Linked DNA regions of Sus scrofa: regions 1, 2 and 4 are each linked to region 3. The links are chromatin contacts, called in public Hi-C and HiChIP or PLAC-seq maps. All regions are on one chromosome and are shown on one strand. Each heading gives the region's core, a stretch centred on a gene start, on an enhancer-like site or on the middle of the called end of the contact. The rest is flanking DNA. Distances are from core to core; before and after follow the strand shown. Region 1 holds the start of SPTSSA (serine palmitoyltransferase small subunit A). Region 2 holds the start of CFL2 (cofilin 2). Region 3 holds the start of NFKBIA (NFKB inhibitor alpha). Region 4 holds the start of SNX6 (sorting nexin 6).

Region 1 (5,557 bases), core at 2,720-5,219, 790 kb after region 3:
CACCTGTATCTTTACTCTAAGCTCATAAACTTGTTTACTTTCTCCATCTGAAAATCAAACCAAACAAAAAACCTCTGTTACCATCCTTTCTCCCTTCACAGGCCAGCTTCCTGCAAAGAGAACTCTGATCACTCTCTTCTTTTCTTACCTCCTGGTTCCTCTCTAATCAAGTTTCTGCCTTATCACTCCACTACGAATGAGTCATCAGTTGAGTCCGCTGTGGACAAAACAAACTGGCCCTTCCCTTCCTCCTTTGCCTGTTCTCCCTGAGCCATTCGATCCGAGGGCTATCCCTTCCTCCCCTGGCTTTGTTCATTTGTCTCTCCTCTCTGCTGTCAAATCTCTTAGCTGCTTCTGAGTGTCTTTATTGGCTCCCTTTGGACTCTCATCCCCTAAATGCAGAGTCACCGGGTTTGTTCTGTACTGGGCTCTTCCCACACTGACTGCTTTCCCTGGCTGACCCCATCTGCAATCATGGCTTCTATTACCACCGCTTATTGAAAATTTCTGGAGTTCCCCCTGTGGTGCAGTGGGATCTATAGCATCTCTGCAGTGCCGGGACATAGGTTTGATCTCCAGTCCAGCACAGTGGGTTAAATGATCTGGCCTAGGTCGCAACTGTGGCTCAGATCTGATCCCTGGCCTGGGAACTCCATATGCTGTGGGGCTGCCAAAAGAGGGGAAAAAAAAATTCTTGCCTTTAGTTCTGTTTAGGCTTTTCTTCTGAGTTTCAGACCCATATGCCCAACTGGACACTTACAAGTCCCTCAGGTACCTCAGACTCAGCCTCTTCCCAACAGAATTCCTATCTTTTCAGCCAAACTTCTCCTGGATTCTTTGTGAATATTGTCATTATCCAGGATCCCATCCTCTTTTCATCATTTCTAGCCAGTCATCACCTCTATAAAGATGGGAGTTCACGTTGTGGTGCAGTGGAAATGAATCTGACTAGGAACCATGAGGTTGCGGGTTCGATTCCTGGCCTCACTCAGTGGGTTAAGGATCCGGCATTGCCCTGAGCTGTGGTGTAGGTAGAAGATGCAGCTCAGATCTGGCATTGATGTGGCTGTGGTGTAGGCCAGCAGTTGTAGCTCTGATTAGACCCTTAGCCTGGGAACCTCCATATGCTGTGGGTATCACCCTTAAAAAACAGAAAACAAACGAACAACAAACAAAAAAAGTCTAGAGAGATGGAAAGATTTGAGTTCACTGGAATCCTGGGGAAGCTGAGAGAGGGAGACTGGCTTGGTAAGGCTGCTCTCCTGAAGAGATGCAGTGGATTGGGGGCTCTACACACAGCGGGAGCCTGCTCAGTGAGGGAAGGATAGCCGTGGATGAGGCTTCCAATCTTGTGTAAACTTAACCGAGCATCACCAAGGACTGAAGTATTTGAAGAGAAAGGAACAGAGCCTGCCAGTGCTCGAATAGATCTGGAAAGAGATAGCTCAGGGATAACCAGAGACAGAAAGGAGCCTAACACAGTAAGACTTGGAAGTGGAATGGAGTTCCCCATTGTGGCTCAGTGTTAAGAACCTGACTAGTATCCGTGAGGATGCATGTTTGATCCCTGTTTCACTCCCAGATCTAAAGATCTGACATTGCCATGAACTGCAGTTGTAGGTTGCAGATGCAGCTCAGATGTGGCATTGCTGTGGCTGTGACTGTGGCTGGCAGCTATGGCTCCAATTCAACCCCTAGCCTGGGACCTTCCATGTGCCATGGGTGTGGCCATTAAAAAAAAAAAAAAGAAAAAGAAAAAAGAAAAAAAGTGGGAGGGCCAAGAGGACTTGGATCTCTCAGGGATGAGGAAGTCTGAGTGTGTGTTATTTATGTCCCATTTACAGTGTTTACTTCTGTAAGGTCTCCAACAGGATCCTCTTTCCCTCCAGGTTACTGCTTACCTCCACATCTTGTCCAAAAAGCAAATCTTACTAAGCCATTGGCTCTTTTAACATTTGGACAAAGTCCCGTTTACTATCTAGCCCCATCTCTCACTACTACTTATGTATTCTTTTTGCTTCAGCCGTGTGGAAGTTATTCCATCTCTTAAAAGCACCAGGCCTTCATATAGGGGTTCCATACTCCCATGCTTGGAATACCCATCTCAGTTTCTTTCTTTCTTCATCTTCTTCTTCTTTTTTTTTTTTTTTTGGTCTTTTTGGCTTTTTAGGGCTGCACCCCTGGTATATGGATATTCCCAGGCTAGGGGTACAATCGGAGCCGTAGCAGCTGGCCCAAGCCAGAGCCACAGCAATGCAGGATCTAAGCTGTGTCTTCGACCTACACCACAGCTCATGGCAACACCAGATCCTTAACCCACTGAGCGAGGCCAGGGATAGAATCCACGTCCTCATGGGTGCTGGTCAGGTCTGCCAACCGCTGAGCCATGACAGGAACTCCTCACCTTCTTTTTAACCCCAGTCATTCTGCCATTTCTTTCCCTTCAGGACTCAATTTAAGCACCACTTCCCAGAAGCCTTTTAGAATACTGGAGTTCCAGTCATGGCTCAAAAGTAACGAACCCGACTAGTATCCATGAGGATGTGGGTTCAATCCCTGGCCTTGCTCAGTGGTTTAAAGAGTCTGGCATTGCCATGAGCTATTATGTAGGTCACAGACATGGCTTGGATCTGGCGTTGCTGTGGCTGTGGCACAGGCCAGCAGCTGCACCTCCCATTTAACCCCTAGCCTGGGAACCTCCACATGTAGTGGGTGTGGCCCTAAAAAGACAAAAACAGAAAGCAAGCAAACAAAAAAACCCAGAAGACTTTTACAATACCAATTTCATTTTCTCTGGGCTATCATAGCATTCTACACATAACATAAAAATACCCTTTACAACAATTCACTGTAATCCGTTAACTTGCTTCTCTTCCCTGGTAGACCAGGTAATTTATGAAGGCAGATCTCAGTCTGTCTGTCTTTCTATCCCTTATGTTTAGCTCGACAGCAGTCTAAATGCATAAATAGTTATCAACCAGTAAAGTTTTAAAAGTTTAAGCAAAAGGCTATTTAGAAAACTTTTAACATTTCAATGACAGGCCATTTAATTATCTCACTAACTGTGCGTCTTCATTCCTGAAGGTGAGTGCATTGTTGCTGGCTCATTTGCCAGTGGAAAAACCTGAACATTTAAGGGCAAATCTCCTGGAGGTACCTGCCTACAGACAGACTGCAAGCGGCCTGTCGCCTGCAGAACCCACAAGATCTGCGTCTTTCTCCTGGCCTTGACCTACATAGCACCTAGAAACACTAAAAGAAGTGAACAGATAGATGTATTTAGGGTAATCTCTTTTGTCTTTAGGTTCAGGAATGCACAGATGTCGGTCTATGTGGGTGTTTTTGTGTGTCTGAGTGCATGTGTGCATGGGGAGGGAGGAAGAGGGTCAAGGGTTCATCTCTTTTTCTCAGATGCCTTCCCTAACTTCGTTGACCGGGTTCTATTCACCTCTGCATCCTCTCCGAGCACCTTATTCTCCTTCTCTGCACTGATCACAGCTCTGATTGCATGTGTGTGCTGACCGCTTGTCTCCCTCGCTAGATGGTAAACCGTACCCGACGAGGTAAGGAACGTATTACGTTCCTGTTCACACTAGTAATCCTCCAGCCCAGTAGGACGCCTAAGGCATCACTGGTATTTCACAAATATTTCTTCGACCCTTGTTTCTGGGCAAGACTTGGGTGGACCCACCGTACAAGGGAGCCAGCGCCCGCCCCCAGTGGGCACAACGCCCCGCCCACCAACTACCGCTCGAGGCTGGGCCGGGCGGGGCCCGGCGGGGCGCTCTCGCGGGGACAGTTCTCCGGCTCGCGTGGGCGCGGCCCGGGGAGGGCGGAAACACCGAGGGGGCGGACACGGCGCGAGGCCGAGGCCTGGCCAATGAGCGCCGGCAGGGCGGGGCTCGCGGCCGGCGGTCCGAGCGCGCGCGGAGCTGGGCGTGCCCACGGGTGACGCGCCGGGCCGGGCGGGCCAATGGGCGCGGGGTGGCGGGCGGGCGGGCCTGGTGGCCGGGGGTTTAGGGCGCGCACGGGAGGCCGGCCGGACAGACTGACGTTCAGCTGCAACGCGGGTGGCGGTTTGTCCGGGATGGCGCTGGCGCGGGCCTGGAAGCAAATGTCCTGGTTCTACTACCAGTACCTGCTGGTCACGGCGCTCTACATGCTGGAGCCGTGGGAGCGGACTGTGTTCAGTATCCTGCCCGGGCCTCGGGGCCCGGTGGGGGCGCGGAGCCGGGGCCGCATCCTCCCGGGGCCCAGGCCCTGGAGGGCTGGGTGGTAGGGGGGCGGCGGGAGGGCGGAGAGGCGGCCCCGCGGGAGCCGCGCACCGACTCGTTTCTTCGTGGCGGGCACGCGGAGCCGAGGTCTCGGCGCCGAGGGTGACGCTCCTGCGGTGGTGGGGGGTGGGGAGGCGGCGGGAACTCTTGAGATCCGAGGTCGCGGATGAGTCACTTGACCCGAAATAGAAGCGTCTTTATTAGTGGAGGAGATTCCCCTCCGGCGATGTGTGCCTGGTGTGCCTACCCTTGCACTTCAGCCGTGGCATCCTTTGGTTCAGTCTCCTGTTCTTGTGGGAGGTGTAAGTGGAGCAGATTGCTCCCGGCTCGGACGGCTTTGACCTTTAACTGTCCCTGATTTACCTGGCTTTAGTTCTAATGAAAATGCTAACCAGTTTATCAGCTTTTAAATCCGGTTGTGAATTTGTGTTCATGGCGTCCCAATATAGTTTTAGAAAGCAATTTTTTAAATTGTACCTATTTGGTCTTCATGATGGTTAGTTTAAAAAGTGCATTCTACTCGTTAATTTGCCATTTGCACAGTTCTTAGCAGTCAAGCTCGAAAGGAATTTGTGGTTAGTTGTAGGTAGTGTTTGAAACCGTTTAATAGATCGCCAATAACTACTTGTCCGACTATTGAGCGTTTACTGTGAGCCAAGCAACTCTGCTAAGCAGTTTGCCTGTTATCTTAAGGCATCTAACTTTCATAACCTCAGTTAATAACTCAAGGTTGTGAAGAAATGCTTCCCGAAGTGTCTCCACTTGTCTGTGTTGAGATCCTTTGATATTATTCTAGAATAAACACTAATAATTAGATGTAACTTTTTTTTTTTTAACTTGGGGGCCAATGAGGAACATAATTTACGTAGCATGCTTGCTTCCTATAGGGCCTCTCCTCTTCAATGTGGTTTAGTTTGGAGTAGCTTCAGAACAACTTTGAACAACTTTGCAAATGCATTATTGCATTGTGGTAGAATGACTGAGGTAATTTCATTCCAAGGCTTAATCAGTGTGTTTATTTATATTAAACAGGCATAAGATTGCACTAAAAGCAGAGTCTTTTGTTTCACCACTTCTGAGGTATCTTAGCTGCTTACAAGCAAACTTAGTTTTATTATTGTTGACATTTCTTTACAAACCTGGAATTTAAGAACCAGAATGCATGTTTTGGATTTAAAGTTTGAAGGTAAAGTATGCTCTAATTTTCTACACCATTTATTTGTTACTACAGTTCAGTTTCACTCTAAGTTCTATAGGTTGGAGCTAATGAGGACCTCTTTGTA
Region 2 (5,594 bases), core at 1,728-4,227, 580 kb after region 3:
AGTACTATTTAGTTTCCAAGAGCTTTAAACAATAACAATTCCACCTTCTTAGTGCAAGTATTTTTCATGAAATAAATTCAACTTTTTTTTTTTTTTTTTTTTTTGTCTTTTTGTCTTTTTGCCATTTCTTGGGCCGCTTCCGCGGCATATGGAGGTTCTCAGGCTAGGGGTCGAATCAGAGCTGTAGCTGCCAGCCTATGCCAGAGCCACAGCAATGCAGGATCCAAGCCATGTCTGCAACCTACACCACAGCTCACGGCAACACCGGATCGTCAACCCACTGAGCAAGGGCAGGGATCAAACCCGCAACCTCATGGTTCGTAGTCGGATTCGTTTCCACTGCGCCATAACGGGAACTCCTAAATTCAACTTTTGTTTTGTTTTGTTTTAGGGCCTTACCTGCCACATATGGAAGGTCCCAGGCTAGGGGTCTAATTGGAGCTGCAGCTGCCAGCCTATGCCACAGCCACCACTACACAGGATCCTAACTGTGTCTGTGACCTACACCACAGCTCACAGGCATTGCAGGATCCTTAACCCACTGCATCGATTGATTGATTGATGCTGCATCCTCATGGATACTAGTCAGGTTTCTAACCTGCTGAGCCACAAGAGGAACTCCTCAACTTTTTTTTTTTTTTTTTTTTTTTTTTTTTTTTGTCTTTTGTCTTTTGGTTGTTGTTGCTATTTCTTGGGCCGCTCCCGCGGCATATGGAGGTTCCCAGGCTAGGGGTTGAATCGGAGCTGTAGCTGCCAGCCTATGCCAGAGCCACAGCAATGCAGGATCCGAGCCATGTCTGCAACCTACACCACAGCTCACGGCAACGCCGGATCGTTAACCCACTGAGCAAGGGCAGGGACCGAACCCGCAACCTCATGGTTCCTAGTCGGATTCGTTAACCACTGTGCCACGACGGGAACTCCTCAACTTTTTTTTTTTCTTGGCCTCACCCACTTCCCCAGCCAGGGACACACAGTGACACAAGCACAGCAGTGACATACCTGATCCTTAACCACTAGGTCACCAGGGAACTCCAAAATATGTTCAACCATTAATCAGTTTTAAATTCATTTTTACCAATTTTACAAATGAAGAAAGTAAGGTAGAAATGATAAATGTTAGGATAAAAGGTAGCATAAATCAACCCAAAGTAATGAAATATTTTATTAAATCTTCCTTTTATTATACATAAACACATAAAATGTTTCATTTAAAACATTTTCACTATAAACTTACAAAGCACTGAATCTTTATGAAAAATTTCTTCAATGTCTAAAATGACAATTTTTTTCTATGATAAATGCGATGTATAATTTTAAGTATCAAAAAGGTTTAGAGAAGAGCCTTGGCTCCGTTATACGGGCTTTGCTAGAAGAGATTGCAGTTGCCAAGACGGAGGAATCTCTACTCTTGGGTCCACTTATTGACGCCAGCTGTCGTAGCTGGGGCCTCAGGAAGAAACGACTACTAGCAGAGTGCAATCCATTTCCTACGAAGTCTAATATATAAAAGAATTTTACCAAGGAATGTTACTACCCAATTTTCCCCCTATTATTATTTGAAACGCAGACTTTTGGAAAGTGATTTCTCCGTCTCTATTTGTCATTTTGTTTTTGCTCATTAATTCCATCAATTGCGGGGGGGACCCCCCCATAGTGTTTATTCTCATTGAATTGGAGGAAGGAGATCTAAACAATTCACACCATCTCTTAAGGGGTTTTCTAAAAAAGACCCACAACGTAGGAATCCAGCTCCTTTCGGTGGAAACCGCAGGCGAAGGCGAGACCACCTCGGAGAGCGGTTCCCCACAGACGCGCCCGCGCCCTCGCTCTCGGGGAAGCAGTGTAGAAACACCCCTCAGGGAGCTGGAGGACCGGACCACTGGTGCCCCGGGGTAGAGGCCTCCTCGCCAGGTCCCGGGGCCCCGACCGCGGCAGCCGGGCCTGCAGGGCGCGAGCGGGGTCAGGTCGAGGACGCGGGCGGGGCCGAAGGGCCGGCCAGGGGCGCGCCCACGTGACCGCCCCGCCTGCGCCGCAGCCCCCCGAGCCGTCGCCGCCGCCTCTCGGGCCGCACTCCCGGCGTGCCCCGCACTCGCCGCCTCCCGCCCCTCCTTCTGCTCGCATCGCCACACAGCCGGAGCCGAGCCGCCGCCGCCGCCGCCGCCGCAGTCTCAGCCGCGGGCACTATGGTAAGGCGGGAGCGCCGGCCGGGGACCCCGGCGGCCAAGGGGGCCGGGGCACGGCGAGCATAAACCCCCGCGCGGCCCCGCCGGGCCTCGGGCCTGAGGCCGCCATTTTAACCTGATTTTGGCCTCCAAGGTGGGCGCTGCGGCCCCGCTGCTCTCTTCCAGCCGGCCTGCCCTCCCGCCGTCAGGCCCTGCCCGGCCGCTCTCCGGATTCCTGGGGGCAGGGAGAGCCCGGGCGCGGGGCGGGGGGCGCGGGGCGGGGGCTGGAGCCTGGGCCGGGGGGCGGCGGCCGGGGGCGCCGGAGGGTCCACTGAGCTTCCTCCCCACCCTCCCCGCCTCCTCTCGCCGCCTTTGCCTTCCGCTACCTAATTTTACCCCGCACGCGAGCTCTCAAATTGGTACGTGCTGTAAAGCCCTTTCTGGAGGCTTTCGGTGAGGGTCTTGATGGCCTGTCATAAAACCCTTAGGGGGAGATTAAGGAGGTGGGAAAACTCTTAAAAATGCTTTCTCGCTGTAAAAAGCTTTTTACACGCGATCCGATCCGTTAGTTGTGAAGTGTCTGCCTTTGAGCTGTGAGGCAATTATGTTGTAGCCGTGGGCGGCTTGGAGTTCACACTCGATTCTCTTTCCATATGAGGAAACGGCACTGGCTAGGATGACTTTAAAGAAAAAAATAGTAGAAGCATTAACTGAAATCCAAAAGTGTTTTTTTAAGGCCTGCTGGGTTGACACAATACAGAAGGTATTTTTGCTGCTGTTCCTGAAGCTCTGACATCACCCAGTGAAATAGGAAACATTTCAGGGATGGGACAGCCTGTATTTGTCCCTTTCCCTCTACCTTCCAGTTACTTCACCTCCAAACCCCTTTTTAAAAGAAGGATGAATGGGGCAGGATGAGTTAGAATCCTTAGGTGCATCAAGGACTGGTACTTAAAATGTGGCAAATTTGATTGGACTACTTGCATGGTATGATGCAATTTTCGATGTCCAGACTAAAGTGAATCCTCCCTGGGCAAACAGTAATTTCGGTTAAAACCAAAATGTGTGCACTGAATTGCTTTTCTTTCTTTATTTTCAGGCTTCTGGAGTTACAGTGAATGATGAAGTCATCAAAGTTTTTAATGACATGAAAGTAAGGAAATCTTCTACACAAGAAGAGATCAAAAAAAGAAAGAAAGCAGTTCTCTTCTGTTTAAGTGATGACAAAAGACAAATAATTGTAGAGGAAGCAAAGCAGATCTTGGTGGGTGACATTGGTGATACTGTAGAGGACCCCTACACATCTTTTGTGAAGTTGCTACCTCTGAATGATTGCCGATATGCTTTGTACGATGCCACATACGAAACAAAAGAGTCTAAGAAAGAAGACCTAGTATTTATATTCTGGTGTGTAAAAACAAAAGAAAAAAGTACTTTTAAAATGCAAGGATTGTTATTAACAGAGTCAGTTTTGCCTTTGTTTTTCTCTTAAGTGGGAGTCAACAGTTTTTTTCTTTCTTCCCTATAGGGCTCCTGAAAGTGCACCTTTAAAAAGCAAGATGATTTATGCTAGCTCTAAAGATGCCATTAAAAAGAAATTTACAGGTACAGACATTGAATATTTTGTACAGAGGAACTGCTCTTTCTTAGTAATGATAAAGTAATGGGGTAATGTGTTTTCTTTTTAGGTATTAAACATGAGTGGCAAGTAAATGGCTTGGACGATATAAAGGACCGTTCAACACTTGGAGAGAAATTGGGAGGCAACGTAGTCGTTTCACTTGAAGGAAAACCCTTATAAAATGACAGTCAAGTGCCATCCGGATCTTAAGGAGCTTCCATTTCTCCAGCTCAGTCGATTGGAATAGTATTAGGTGTTTTTTGTTTTTTTTTTTTCTTTCTTCTTTTTCCCACTGGGTCCTTCCAACACAGTGAATGAAGGAAATACCATTCATGTAAGCAGCCTATCAGTGATTGCCATTAGACTGTTTAATACTGTTACTTTTATGTAGAACCCAAGGAATGCCTTCCCCTCATATTTTAGCCAAAACAACTGATTACATGCCTCCCTTGCAGCAAGCACTACAATGAATGTGATTGTCAATGTGAATAGTTTAGAATACTGCAAAGGGTTAAGCTAATTGAATGCCTTGAAAGCATTATCCACTGGTAAGATGGTAAACTTTATTCAGTATTATTTATAGTTGCACTTGATCGCAGTTCTGTGAGGCTCGAGCATTCATACACCTCACCTGCCTTGGCAAGCCTATTTTTTGTGACTTGGCAGCACGGATATAACACTATGCATTGAAAGCACTTTTTTTGTAATGAGTTTAATCTCCCACCTCAAAAGGAATGCCAATTAAGTTGTGCTAACTGTGTCATCAGCTTATCCTAGTACCTCAGTGTTCATTCCTGTTACCTGCGAATCTTCCTAAAAGAAATAGCAATTATTAATGCCTTTTTGTTTTCCATTGAGTATACACTACTGAATAAGTGTAGGAGTTTTATGTTTACCATGTAAGTATGTAAGTCTTGCAACACTAAAGATATTTTGAATATCAGTCATGATGGCAATTTCTGTATAAAAGAGCCTTAAATGGAACATTGTTTTTGAGATCAACTCCCCACCCTCACAAAAATGGCCACGTTGCAATAAAAATTGTGGCATATTACAGAATGTTGCCTTGTTTTCCTTGGACATTTTGCAAAATACCATGTGAAGCAACTCCTAGGATAAACAGCTATTATTAATCTCTGCACTGGTCATTTAAGAATTTTTTTGTACAATATTCATGCATGATATTTTCCAGTTTGTTGGGCATATTTGGTTTAAAAAAATATTCTATCCTAAATCCAATTAATATAAATTATTATTATTATAGAAGGGTACTTTTACAAGCTTTAGTTATTTATTTCCTTATGTGTTAATATGATCAGGAATTATTTTTTTGCACTTTGACATAAATACTCTTTAATATCTGATTTGTTCTCTGGATAAGTTAGGGTAGTTATTTTTTAATTCACGTTTACATTTCTAAGTTGAGTAGTAGAAGAAGCAGGGAGCTCTTACTGCGTATTTAGTCATAAAATAATTTGTAAAATGTTGTCCTTCAAAAGGTTAACAATACTTCTCATGTTTAGGAATTTTCATTTCAGCTACTATTTCTTAATATATTTCATAAATTGGGGGAAAAATGATATAGCTGTCTTAAACATTAGTAGTGGGGTTTGGCTGTGATCCAGACAGCTCTCCTTATAGAGAATTTGATCTGCTCACTGTGAGCAGTTTGCTGTTAGCCAGAGCTATTTATGGCAAACACATGCTTTTGTATCTTGTCATAGTTATCCACAAATGGCAAAACTGGACTTGATTCTACTGGTATGCAAAACAGGCATGCTAGTAAGCAGTGGATTTTAACTTAGAAC
Region 3 (5,410 bases), core at 533-3,032:
TTATAAAAGAAGGTACCCCATAGCAAAGGTAGCTAATTCATTCAACTAATGTGCAGCTCATTAAGGGTGGAGCTGGGAAGTGAGATCTCCTACTTAGCGTCACATGCCACCTTGCCTAATAATGATGTATTTGTCTATCAAATGCCTACAAAGACATACAGAGTCTCTCCCTGGACAGTTTTCATTTTATTATGTGATCGTTACTACCCCAAAGATTTCTTTCTTGATTTTATTTTGTCCCTCATATTCTGTCTGTCATCCCTACATTCAGATATCAGAGGTGGGGGTATTGGGGAGGGGGAGATGAGGAGAGGAAAAGGATTGGTTGGTGCATGGCCAGTCAAGTTGAAGATGATTGCAACAATCACGAGAAATCTCTGCAAAACTATAAAAGCTTCCTGGGGTGCCTTCTGAAAAAGTCTGATCCAAGTTGCTTTATTAGGGCCTGGACCATTTCTAGAAGTAGATGAATGCATTCCTTTCATTGGCTAGGAGGTGGGGATGGGGCAGAGAGCATACTTCTGTTTCTGCAGCTGAGACCTGGACATGGTGAACCTGGAGTAGCTACCCATATGGCATGGACAGGTCCAACTGCTGCCCCCTCCTTTGTCCCCCAAGAAGCCAGCAGGGGCAGGATGAAGGCCACCTTGGGGCTGCCCTGAGCCTCCTGCAGTATGCCTGGCAACTACTTTCTTAGCCATCTTTAAGGCCCAATCTTGGGTAAAATACTACTCAACCCATTCTTTAGCCACCTTCTCCAAATGCTTCTAGAAAGCGGCCCCCACAAGTAGGTTCTCTGCAGCAGCACAGTGCAAATGGAGGAACACGACCTCAGTAATTATTTTGTCACTGCAAAGTATCTACAACCTTTGCTATAAAAATTAACACCTTGCTTTCCCTGAAAAATAGCCCAGTCATATCCAGCATTTTCCAGCATCCAGGGCAGAGTGCTTGCTCCTCCCCCAGTCAACAGGACTGTTCATACCGAGGAAATGATTTGAGGGTTCTCTAAGCATTTACGCTGTTAATGCTAAAGCTTTCACGACTTCTACCTGAGGGGGGCTTGAGGGAGGGGGAGGTTTATGTCCCTGCACTGCCAGGAGCCTGGTCTTTGGTAGGAACGCAGAGGCAGCCGGCGACCTTCCACCCTCAGTGTGTCCTTCCCCAGGAGTTTAGGGAAGTGAATCCCTAGATCCAGCCAACATTTCCACTCCCATTTTCAAGAGATTAAAAAAAAAAAAAAAAAAAAAAAAGGAAAGCATCGGCAGGTCAGCAAACCAGCAGTTCTCCATCCTTGGGATCTTAGCAGCCGACGACCCCAAATCAAATCGATCGTGGGAAACCCCAGGGAAAATAAGGTTCCATGCAGAGGGCCAGGATTACTGACTGCAGGCTGCAGGGAAGTACCGGGGGAGGGGGCCGGGTCGGGAGGACTTTCCAGCCACTCAGCGTGCATTAAAAAGTTCCCTGTACATGACCCCAGTGGCTCATCGCAGGGAGTTTCTCTGATGAACCCGGGCGCGGGGTTTAGGCTTCTTTTTCCCCCAGCAGAGGACGAGGCCAGTTCTCTTTTCTGGTCTGACTGGCTTGGAAATTCCCCGAGCTTGACCCCGCCCAGGAGAAATCCCCTGCCAGCGTTTATAGGGCGCCGCGGCGGCGCTGCCGAGCCCACAACAGTCCGAGGCCATCGTCCCGCCCGCCCGAGCCACCGCGAGCAGCCAGCGCGCCGCGCAGCCTGTGGCCCGCGCACCTAGGGAGCAGCGCCCAAGCCCTCATCGCGCCATGTTCCAGCCCGCAGAGCCCGGCCAGGAGTGGGCCATGGAGGGGCCCCGGGACGCGCTCAAGAAGGAGCGGCTACTGGATGACCGCCACGACAGCGGCCTGGACTCCATGAAGGACGAGGAGTACGAGCAGATGGTGAAGGAGCTGCGCGAGATCCGCCTCGAGCCGCAGGAGGCGCCCCGCGGCGCCGAGCCCTGGAAGCAGCAGCTCACCGAGGACGGAGACTCGTAAGTGTCGCGGGCCCGGGTGGCGGGGCCGGGTGGGGGCGCTGGGCCTGCAGCCGGAGGTGCGGGGCCCGCGCTGCGGCCGCGAATCGGGGTTCGTGCACGGACCCCGAGGCTGTGCAAAGGTGCACGGTTGCGCGTGGGAGCCGGGGATCGGGGATTGGGGCCGTGGTCCCGCGGCTCTACCTTGCAGCCGTGCACACCTCCCACCCCTCACCCACCTTTGCGGGTCCCCTCGGCCGGGGGCGGGGCGGCCACGGGGACGCGAAGTCCCCGCTTGCATAAGGGGGGGCGGGAGTTTCTGCCCCGCTGGCGGGCGGGAGGGGAAGTACAGGGCGTTCCGGCCCGGCGGGAGGGCGGGGCGGTCTGGCCGGCGCCCGCCGCCTGGGGAGGGGGGGGGGGCGGAAAGTCCCTGGGTGCCTGCCAGGAACACTCAGCTCATAATAACCTCGCGGAAAACACCGCGGCCTCGGCCTCCAGAAACCCCGGGCTTGCGCAATCCCCTGCGGGCTGTGCCTCCCTGGGCCCCACGCAGTGCACTCACCAGCCCTGGGGGTTTTCCCTCTCTTCCCCTCAGGTTCCTGCACTTGGCCATCATCCATGAAGAGAAGGCACTGACCATGGAAGTGGTCCGCCAAGTGAAGGGAGATCTGGCTTTTCTTAACTTCCAGAACAACCTGCAGCAGGTGCGCTGCTTGCCCGCCCCGTGCCTCTTGGGTTCTGCCTCTCTGACCCCTTGATGGAGCTGGATCTAGCACAGTTATTTCCAATGATTTCCCAATTAACTGCCCCTAGTCATGATCCGCCCTGAGCTTTTACATCTGAATCAGCCAACATCCTAGAGAGGAAGGAAAAATCCCATTGATTTGGTGAGGCTTTTATGAAGCCCACCTGGGGTCTCCCGTCTGTTTCCTTAACCCCTTGTATCTGTCTGGGAGGAGCGGCACGCACAACCAGGATATCTCTAGGGTTCAAGGGGAACATGGATTGTGGGTTTGATCCATGGCTTATCCTTTCTGTCCCTCTTCTGTTGGTAGACTCCACTCCACTTGGCGGTGATCACCAACCAGCCAGAAATCGCTGAGGCACTTCTGGAAGCTGGCTGTGATCCTGAGCTCCGAGACTTTCGAGGAAATACCCCTCTACACCTTGCCTGTGAGCAGGGCTGCCTGGCCAGTGTGGGAGTCCTGACTCAGCCCCGCGGGACCCAGCACCTCCACTCCATTCTGCAGGCCACCAACTACAATGGTAAGTCTGGCTGCCCTATGCATCAGAGGGCACGTGACACAGACAAGGGAGAGGTGGGCCGACTTAAGGCAAGGTGTAAACTCTCAACACGTGAAAGGCTGAGAAAACATGTATGCATCAAGGTCTTAGTAAAACATGTATGCATTTGATGCCTTACTAAAGTCCATTCAGAACCCAGAGTCTGGGTTCTTCAAATTCAGAAGACCTCCTCCCTTAAAAGAATAGGTGAAAGTTCTGAGAAGTGAGGGTGGCAACAAGTGCTTATATTTTGTTACTTTTGGTACTCTAGGCCACACATGTCTGCACTTAGCCTCGATCCATGGCTACCTGGGCATTGTGGAGCTGTTGGTGTCTTTGGGTGCTGATGTCAACGCTCAGGTGGGTGCTTCAAGCCTACAGATGGAGGGCATTCAGCCCTCAATAAGATCACATGCTCTTGCTGCTAGCAGAAACCTCAGACTCAGCCATAAGCATCTCAAATTCCTTTTGGTTTCAGGAGCCCTGCAATGGCCGAACCGCCCTGCATCTTGCGGTGGACCTGCAGAATCCCGACCTGGTGTCGCTCTTGTTGAAGTGTGGGGCTGATGTCAACAGAGTCACCTACCAGGGCTACTCCCCGTACCAGCTCACCTGGGGCCGCCCAAGCACTCGGATACAGCAGCAGCTGGGCCAGCTGACCCTAGAAAACCTCCAGATGCTTCCAGAGAGCGAGGATGAGGAGAGCTATGACACGGAGTCAGAGTTCACAGAGGATGAGGTGAGTCCCAATGACCTTGTTCACGGGTCTGCAAAAAGCAATGCTCTCGGACCCCTAGAGCTCCTCCTTTTCCTGAGGGTCTCAACATAATGAGGATCTCAAATTAGGGAGCATAAGCAGTGTCCTAAGAGTAGGTTTAGGGGGAGGATTATGGTCTGGGGTTTTCTTTTGCTTTTTTGCTCTTTTTGAAGGAGAGGATCCTTAAAGGAAAACTTCAGCCCAGGAAGTTAATTCAGATTCGGGTTAGAGGGAACGGAGTCCAAGAATACTTGCGTTATTTCCAGTAGCAGCCCTTGCCATCACCCCAGCACCTTTGGCAAAGTTCTGGAAGTTTAACATGCCTTTCTTTCCCCTTTTAGCTGCCCTATGACGACTGCGTGCTTGGAGGCCAGCGCCTGACGTTATGAGCTTTGGAAAGTGTCTAAAAGACCATGGACTTGTACATTTGTACAAAATCAAGAGTTTTATTTTTCTAAAAAAAAAGAAAAAAAGAAAAAAAAAGAAAAAAGGGTATACTTATAACCACACCGCACACTGCCTGGCCTGAAACATTTTGCTCTGGTGGATTAGCCCCGATTTTGTTATTCTTGTGAACTTTGGAAAGGCGCCAAGGAGGATCATCGGAATGCAGAGAGAACCTCTTTTAAACGGCACCTTGGTGGGGCCTGGGGGAAAGGTTATCCCTAATTTGATGGGACTCTTTTATTTATTGCGCTTCTTGGTTGAACCACCATGGAGTCAGTGGTGGAGCCCAGGTGTATCTGGGAAATGTTAGAATCAGGTGTGTTGTTAAACCTGTCAGTGGGGTGGGGTTAAAAGTCACGACCTGTCAAGGTTTGTGTTACCCTGCTGTAAATACTGTACATAATGTATTTTGTTGGTAATTATTTTGGTACTTCTAAGATGTATATTTATTAAATGGATTTTTACAAACAGAATTCTGATCACTGTCTTCTTCGGGCAGCTGTGGGACTCCTACACTGAGAGTCATTCGAACCCCAAGTGGAGGTGGAGGTGGAGAATTGTGTGGGAGCATTTACCACAGCCAACCACGGAACTCTTTCAGAGAACAGCTTCTCACACCGTCTACACCAGCCTCCCGGCCAGGCTTTGCAGGCAGCCCCAGGCCCAGTGCGTGGGAGGGGAGGCTGTTGCAAGGTGATAGGAAACACCAGTTTCAGGCTTGGGGTGGCAGCAAGTTGGTTGGCCTACAGCTGGAAGGCTCTTCATTGTCGCTTGCTTTCATCTTCCTGGTTTAAATTCAGCCAGGACCTTACTTCTGCTTTAGGAAGCTTTAGCCAAGAGGAGTTAGTTGTACTCATATTTTGATACTAGAAGTTCCTGAGGACATGGGCTGGGGAACAGGACCCCCCACTAATGTGTTAGCAGGTGCCCACCT
Region 4 (5,724 bases), core at 484-2,983, 650 kb after region 3:
GAAAACGACAAGCTCTCATGAAAATGTCTGGAAGTTTACCATTATTGTTTTGAGAGCTTCAATTCAATAAGATAGGACAGAGGTCCTGGCAAAATAGGGAGGGAATCAAATGTGGAAGGCCTAGAATTGTAGGCTGAAGAGTTGGACCTTCACATAATGGAAACTTGTGAAGATTATTGAACAGGGTAGTAGCATAATCATCCATATCTGTGTCTTAGGAGGAAAACTGGCAGCAGTTTACAGAATGGTAAGAGGGAGTTGGAAATAAAATTACAAGAGTATTGTAAAGGGCCAGACAAGGGGGGAGAGAGATAAATTAGGAGTTAGGGATTAACATATACACACTACTGTATATAAAAGAACAAAGACCTACTGTATGACACAGGGAAATATACTCAATATCTTGTAATAACCTATAATGGAAAATAATCTGAAAAAGAATGTGTGTGTACATAACTGAATCACTTTGCTGTACACCTGAAACTAATGCAATATCGTACATTAAAGATACTTTAGTTTTTAAAAACTTTTTTTTAAAAAGGGCCAAACCGGTGTTCCCGTCGTGGCACAGTGGTTAACGAATCCGACTAGGAACCATGAGGTTGCGGGTTCGGTCCCTGCACTTGCTCAGTGGGTTAAGGATCTGGAAATGCCATGAGCTGTGGTGTAGGTTGCAGACTCAGCTAGGATCCCGCGTTACTGTGGCTCTGGCGTAGGGCGGCATCTACAGCTCTGATTAGACCCCTAGCCTGGGAACCTCCATATGCCCTGGGAGCGGCCCTGGAAAAGGCCAAAAGACCAAAAAAAAGGGGGGGGGCGGGGACAGACAGATGCTGAGGTTAATTGTTGTGGAAAAGGATTAGGAGGAGGAACAGACCAATTTAAGAGATAACAGCAGATCATCAGTCATAGTCATAATAGGATTTGGTTACTAATGGTGTGATCAGTGAAGGAGAGGAAGGAAGAACTTGAATGGGACTTTTGAGGTTTCTGGCCTGAAGATGCTAATGCCATTAACTGAATGGAGGTACAGGATTGCTTGCGTGTGCGTGTGTGTGCCCACGCGCGCAAGCTCGAAAGTGTACCAGAAGTACGCAGGGGATAAGAACTGATTTTGTCTTGTCTTAAGGGCTGTGGACACCTGTGTGGTGCTGTAAAGCACGACAGTAAGAGGAGTCTGGGCACATTTCTTGGCATAAAGGAAAGCATACTCTTGTAATGAGAACGGCTCATTTTTATAGTGCTCAGCCATTAGCGCCCCAAACCCTGAGATAGTTATTACCACGCCAACAGTAAAAGCTTGAATACAACCCCTAACTGATGACTGTGTGAAGGGCCTTGGTTCCCACAACTTCTACAGGCAAAATATTAATTGTGATTAATTATCCTGTGGCACCATACAAAGACTAGATGATGTATTGTGGCTTCCAGAAGGCGCTTGTTGGCTTTCTTGCTGCAGCCCTCAGGGAAAGGGAACTGGACAGCTCCCTGGGTGGCCTTTGGCCCTTCCAGGGTCATAGCCGCCGCGATGGGCTGTCCTCACCCACGAGAGTCTGGGTCTTCGGGCCCTCTCCATCTTAGGGGCTCGGACCTTGGGCGGAGGGCGGGGTCTTCCTTCTTCCGCACTCTCGGACCCTGGCATCTCTGGGTCGGGGCGGGCGGGGCGGGGCGGGGCTGATCCGAGGCCCCGCCCCTCCCCCCACTCGCTGCCGCCGGCTCCCTCCGGCCCGCGGTGCCGTGCGCGCCTGCGCTGGCTGTCGCTTCGGAGCAGCCATGATGGTGGGTGTTCGGCGGCGCCGAGCTCCGGGCGCGCGGTGGGGGTGGCGGGCTCGGGGAGGGCTCGGGGGCCGCGCTGGCCTGGCACTAATGTCTCCCTTTGTATCTCCCCTACTCCATACTCTTCCCTGGCACGCCGGGCCCTGCTGCCCCCGCAGGAAGGCCTGGACGACGGCCCCGACTTCCTCTCCGACGAGGACCGCGGAGTAAGTTCTGCCTCCTCGCTCGCGGGAACCTCCCTCCCGCGCCTTGGCTCTGGGGTGTGGTACTGCGGAGGGTAGGGGGCCAGGCCGCTAGGCACCCCCTCCCCGCTGGGCTCCTTTCGGTTTCCTTGCCTTCCCGCGCCCCGCCCTCCTGCAGCCTTTCCTCCCTCTGGGCAGTTCGGTTCTGATTTCCCCGGGACCCGCGGCCTGTCTAGTGCCCAGCTTCGGCTTGGACCTGCGGGTGGACCTCCTCCCCCGCCGCGGTCGGTGTGCAGGTGGGGAAGTGGAGACAGAAGCTGGAGCTGCACCCTTCCACCTCTCCTGCCAGGTTGGGGGCTATAAGAACCCATTGTCAGACCTTCCTGCCGGTACCCCTTCATTTCCCCTCGTAGACCTCTCGAACTCGCCCCCGCCCACCCTTCTCTCTCTCTCTCTCTCTCTCTCTAAAACGTTGTAGTATAGGCTCGTTCCCTTGTGCAAGGGATTTTACAGTCGCTGAATCTTAACTTTTCTCCAGTATGCTACTAGATTTTGCAAAGTGCTGGTAGCCCACAGTACCTTTACTTTTCTTAATGGTCAAAAAATACATCTTTTGCAGAGCTCCCTTAGTGGTGGTTTGAGGCAAATTGCATTTCACTTCAGAAAGGACTTTCTGGGCTCTGATTCCTCCTCCCCCACTCTCTTCCCCCAATTTATCTTGACCGAAGGGTGGTAATCTGTATAGTGCCTTGCACAAGTGAGCACTTGAAAAATACTGATATATGATGATTGCCGCTCAGCAGGGTTCCGTGGTTCCGTCACATTTAAACAGCCTGCACTTTAGTTTTCTGTTTTGCCTTTTGCTTGTTGATCTTAATGTTTCAGACACTTCCATTAGTTGATTTTTGGCAGGTGAGAAAATACTCTTATAGAATGTTACTATTTCTTGTTGGTATGAAAGCATCGCATAGGATTTCTGATTACTTCTAAAAATTTTAGGTTGTAATTAATTTTATTTATTTTTAATTTTTTATCTTTTTGTCTTTTAGGGCCGCAGCTGCAGTATATGGAGGTTCCCAGGCTAGGAGTCAGATACAAGCCACAGCCACCAACCTACACCACAGCCATAGTAACTCGGGATCCGAGCCGCGTCTGCAACCTATACCACAGCTCATGGCAACTGGCAACACTGGATCCTTAACCCACTGAATGATGCCAGGGATTGAACCTATGTCCTCATGGATGCTAGTTGGGTTCCCTAACCACTGAGCCATGACAGGATCTCTGGTTGTAATGAATTTTAAGGGAATGTTTGTGTGTGAATGTGTATATATATCATCTAGGATAAGATAATGGAGTTAGATGTAACAATATAAATTGTATTCTGGATTTTAAAATAGGAATAACCAGCAGAGTTCTCAGTGAAATGAGAATTGATTATAGCACAAACTGATTTTTCTAAACGTGAAGAATATGGCCTTCTTTCCTTCCTTCCACTCCGACCCGCCCCATGGCATGTGGAAGTTCCCAGGCCAGGAATCAAACCGGAGCTGCTGCAGGGACACCAGATCCTTAACCCACTTTGCCACAAGGGAACTCCTTTATTTAGATAACAACTTTGTGTCTTATTTTTGTGGTCTACCAGTAGAAGTAAACAGGATTTGCTTATAAAATCTGACTCATTTGAGTATTTTTGTTGATGTGAAAAATAGAGTATTTTGGGGTGAATATTTGTGTTCTAGGCTTGATGCCTTTATTGAGGTTTGCTTATGGAACTGGAACCACTTAAGTAATGTGTCCAAAAACTTTTTTTCATGTATTACAAAATTAAAGGGAAAGAGACAAAGAGCATGCCTGACCAGGAGGTTCTTTTCTTTCTTTTTATTTATATATTTTTTTGCTTCTTAGAGCTGCACTTGAGGCATGTGGAAATTCCCAGGATAGAGGTTGAATTGGAGCTGCAGCTGCCAGCCTACACCACAGCAACATGGGATCCAAACTGTGTCTACAACCTACATCAGAGCTCATGGCAATGCCGGATACTTAACCCACAGAGTGAGGCCAAGGATCTAACTTCCATCATCATGGATACTAGTCAGGTTCATAACCTGCTGAGCCACAACGGGAACTACCAAAAGGTTCTTATAGAGTCTTGTAGGTGAAAATTTTAATATGGAAATTGAAAAAAACATTACCATAAATTTGTTTTTTTTCACATTACCATAGATTTGAAAGCATTTAGAATGTTAAGATGAATGTATATACTTGTCCAGTTTTTCCTTGTTTTTGTCCTGTAGAACTAAACGAATCATGTTAATAATCACAGCTGGGCATGTGTTAAGTGCTATAAAAGCATTGTTTCATTATATCCTCTTGTCATCCATGTGAGGCTTTTAGTATCCCCATTTTACAGATGAGAAATCTGAACCTCGGAAACTAAGTAAGTAGACTGAAGGCACCCAGCCAATGAATGGAAGAGGTGGACTTTAACCATGTTTCTGACATCAAAGCCAGTCACATGTTTCCAAAGTTGCCTTGAAACACTTGCATCAGAATCACCTGAGGTGAAGTCTTCTCATGGCTCTCAAGGTTAAGGATCCAGGATTGTTACTGCTGTGATTCAGGTTTGATTCCTGGCCCAGGAACTTTTGCATGCCTTGGTGTGACCAGAAAGAGAAAAAAAAATAAAAAGAATCACTTGGGGTGTTTGAAAAACCACAGTCAAAAGTTTCTAGGTCTGTGCCCAAGTGAGTCAATCTTTTGAGGTAGGAAGGACAGATAACTATTTTTTAACCAACAGGAAGATTCTTTTGTGCACTGAAGTTTGATTATGGCTATACAAAGTTATCGTATTTCCTCACTTCAGGAAAAGAAATTTGAAGCCTGTTTAAATCTCCTTATATTTGTCCTGATAGGAATTGGTTGCCATAAATAGATTAGAACTTTTAGGTATTGCAGTTTTAGTTTAGATTACCTTGTTCAGCCATTTAACAAAATCTGGATAGAGAAAAAGCATAAAGCACATATCTGATACATATGCAGAGGGGACATCACAGAATCAAAAAAAGTAATGCAGGAGTTCCCTGGTAGCCTATTGGTAAAGGATTCAGCATTGTCACTACTGTGGATTGGGTTTGATCCCTCGCCTGGGAACTTCTGCATGCTGCTGAAGAAGGCCATGTCTATAAAAATAGTAATTCAGGCAATTCATTCAAAGCAGCACGTAAGCAAAATTAAAGTCAGTATTTTTAAATTCATTTTAAGCAACCTTCAAATTTTCATTATGATATTTGGAACAGAAGGGAATTTACAGCCTTAAGAAATAGCTGTTTGGAGTTCCTGCTGTGGTGCAGTGGGTTAAGAATTGGGTCCAAGTAAGTCTGCAGCAGCTCGGGTCACTGCAGAAGTACAGTTCGTGTCCCTGCTCAGCTCAGTGGGTTAAAAGATCCAGCATTGCTGTAGCTGTGGCATAGGTCACAGCTGTGGCTCAGGTTCAATCCCTGACCTGGAGAACTTCCATATGCCTTGGGTGGAGGTTGGGGAAGGGATTACCGTTTTGTGAGAAACCAAAAAAGCAGATTTATAATACCAATATTGAAAACAGTTGGCTGCTTTTTGATCTCCAGTCACACCTCTACATAATAGGGTATTTTTTTTCCCAAATGAAGGACAGTGACATTTTATTTAGTGAACAAATGAGCCCTTTGAAGTGGACACATTTTGCATTGATGTGCTTATTAGATAATAACAGTAGGTGCCAGCATCA

Evidence for each region. A called contact is a pair of places that touch in the nucleus more often than the background predicts. HiChIP or PLAC-seq counts read pairs in DNA pulled down with a chosen protein or histone mark.
Region 1: a contact with region 3 is called in a Hi-C map of retroperitoneal adipose tissue, with 1.9 times the contacts expected there. The contact joins the promoter of SPTSSA here to the promoter of NFKBIA in region 3. A contact is called at or near these places in 2 of 47 Hi-C or Micro-C datasets (retroperitoneal adipose tissue and subcutaneous adipose tissue).
Region 2: a contact with region 3 is called in an H3K27ac HiChIP or PLAC-seq map of skeletal muscle. The contact joins the promoter of CFL2 here to the promoter of NFKBIA in region 3. A contact is called at or near these places in 2 of 5 promoter capture datasets (fetal liver and fetal skeletal muscle), 2 of 47 Hi-C or Micro-C datasets (heart right ventricle and skeletal muscle) and 1 of 2 datasets of contacts at active chromatin or transcription factors (skeletal muscle).
Region 4: a contact with region 3 is called in an H3K27ac HiChIP or PLAC-seq map of alveolar macrophages. The contact joins the promoter of SNX6 here to the promoter of NFKBIA in region 3.

Annotation. Positions count from the first base shown.
Region 1 is chr7:65,298,918-65,304,474 of Sscrofa11.1, forward strand. It overlaps SPTSSA (serine palmitoyltransferase small subunit A), which reads left to right and starts at 3,970. Exons shown (of 2, transcript XM_001926473.3): 1 at 3,970-4,190. The coding sequence starts at 3,974.
Region 2 is chr7:65,088,150-65,093,743 of Sscrofa11.1, forward strand. It overlaps CFL2 (cofilin 2), which reads left to right and starts at 2,978. Exons shown (of 4, transcript NM_001025215.1): 1 at 2,978-3,152; 2 at 3,265-3,572; 3 at 3,694-3,770; 4 at 3,854-5,302. The coding sequence starts at 3,150. The coding sequence ends at 3,966.
Region 3 is chr7:64,506,337-64,511,746 of Sscrofa11.1, forward strand. NFKBIA (NFKB inhibitor alpha) reads left to right here and starts at 1,783. Exons shown (of 6, transcript NM_001005150.1): 1 at 1,783-2,009; 2 at 2,584-2,692; 3 at 3,044-3,254; 4 at 3,544-3,632; 5 at 3,751-4,011; 6 at 4,371-4,418. The coding sequence starts at 1,783. The coding sequence ends at 4,418. It overlaps LOC110261573 (a long non-coding RNA gene), which reads right to left and starts at 2,577. Exons shown (of 3, transcript XR_002345861.1): 1 at 2,228-2,577. LOC106507710 (a long non-coding RNA gene) reads right to left here. Exons shown (of 3, transcript XR_002345860.1): 3 at 4,508-5,410.
Region 4 is chr7:65,154,743-65,160,466 of Sscrofa11.1, forward strand. SNX6 (sorting nexin 6) reads left to right here and starts at 1,734. Exons shown (of 14, transcript NM_001244216.1): 1 at 1,734-1,779; 2 at 1,935-1,982. The coding sequence starts at 1,774.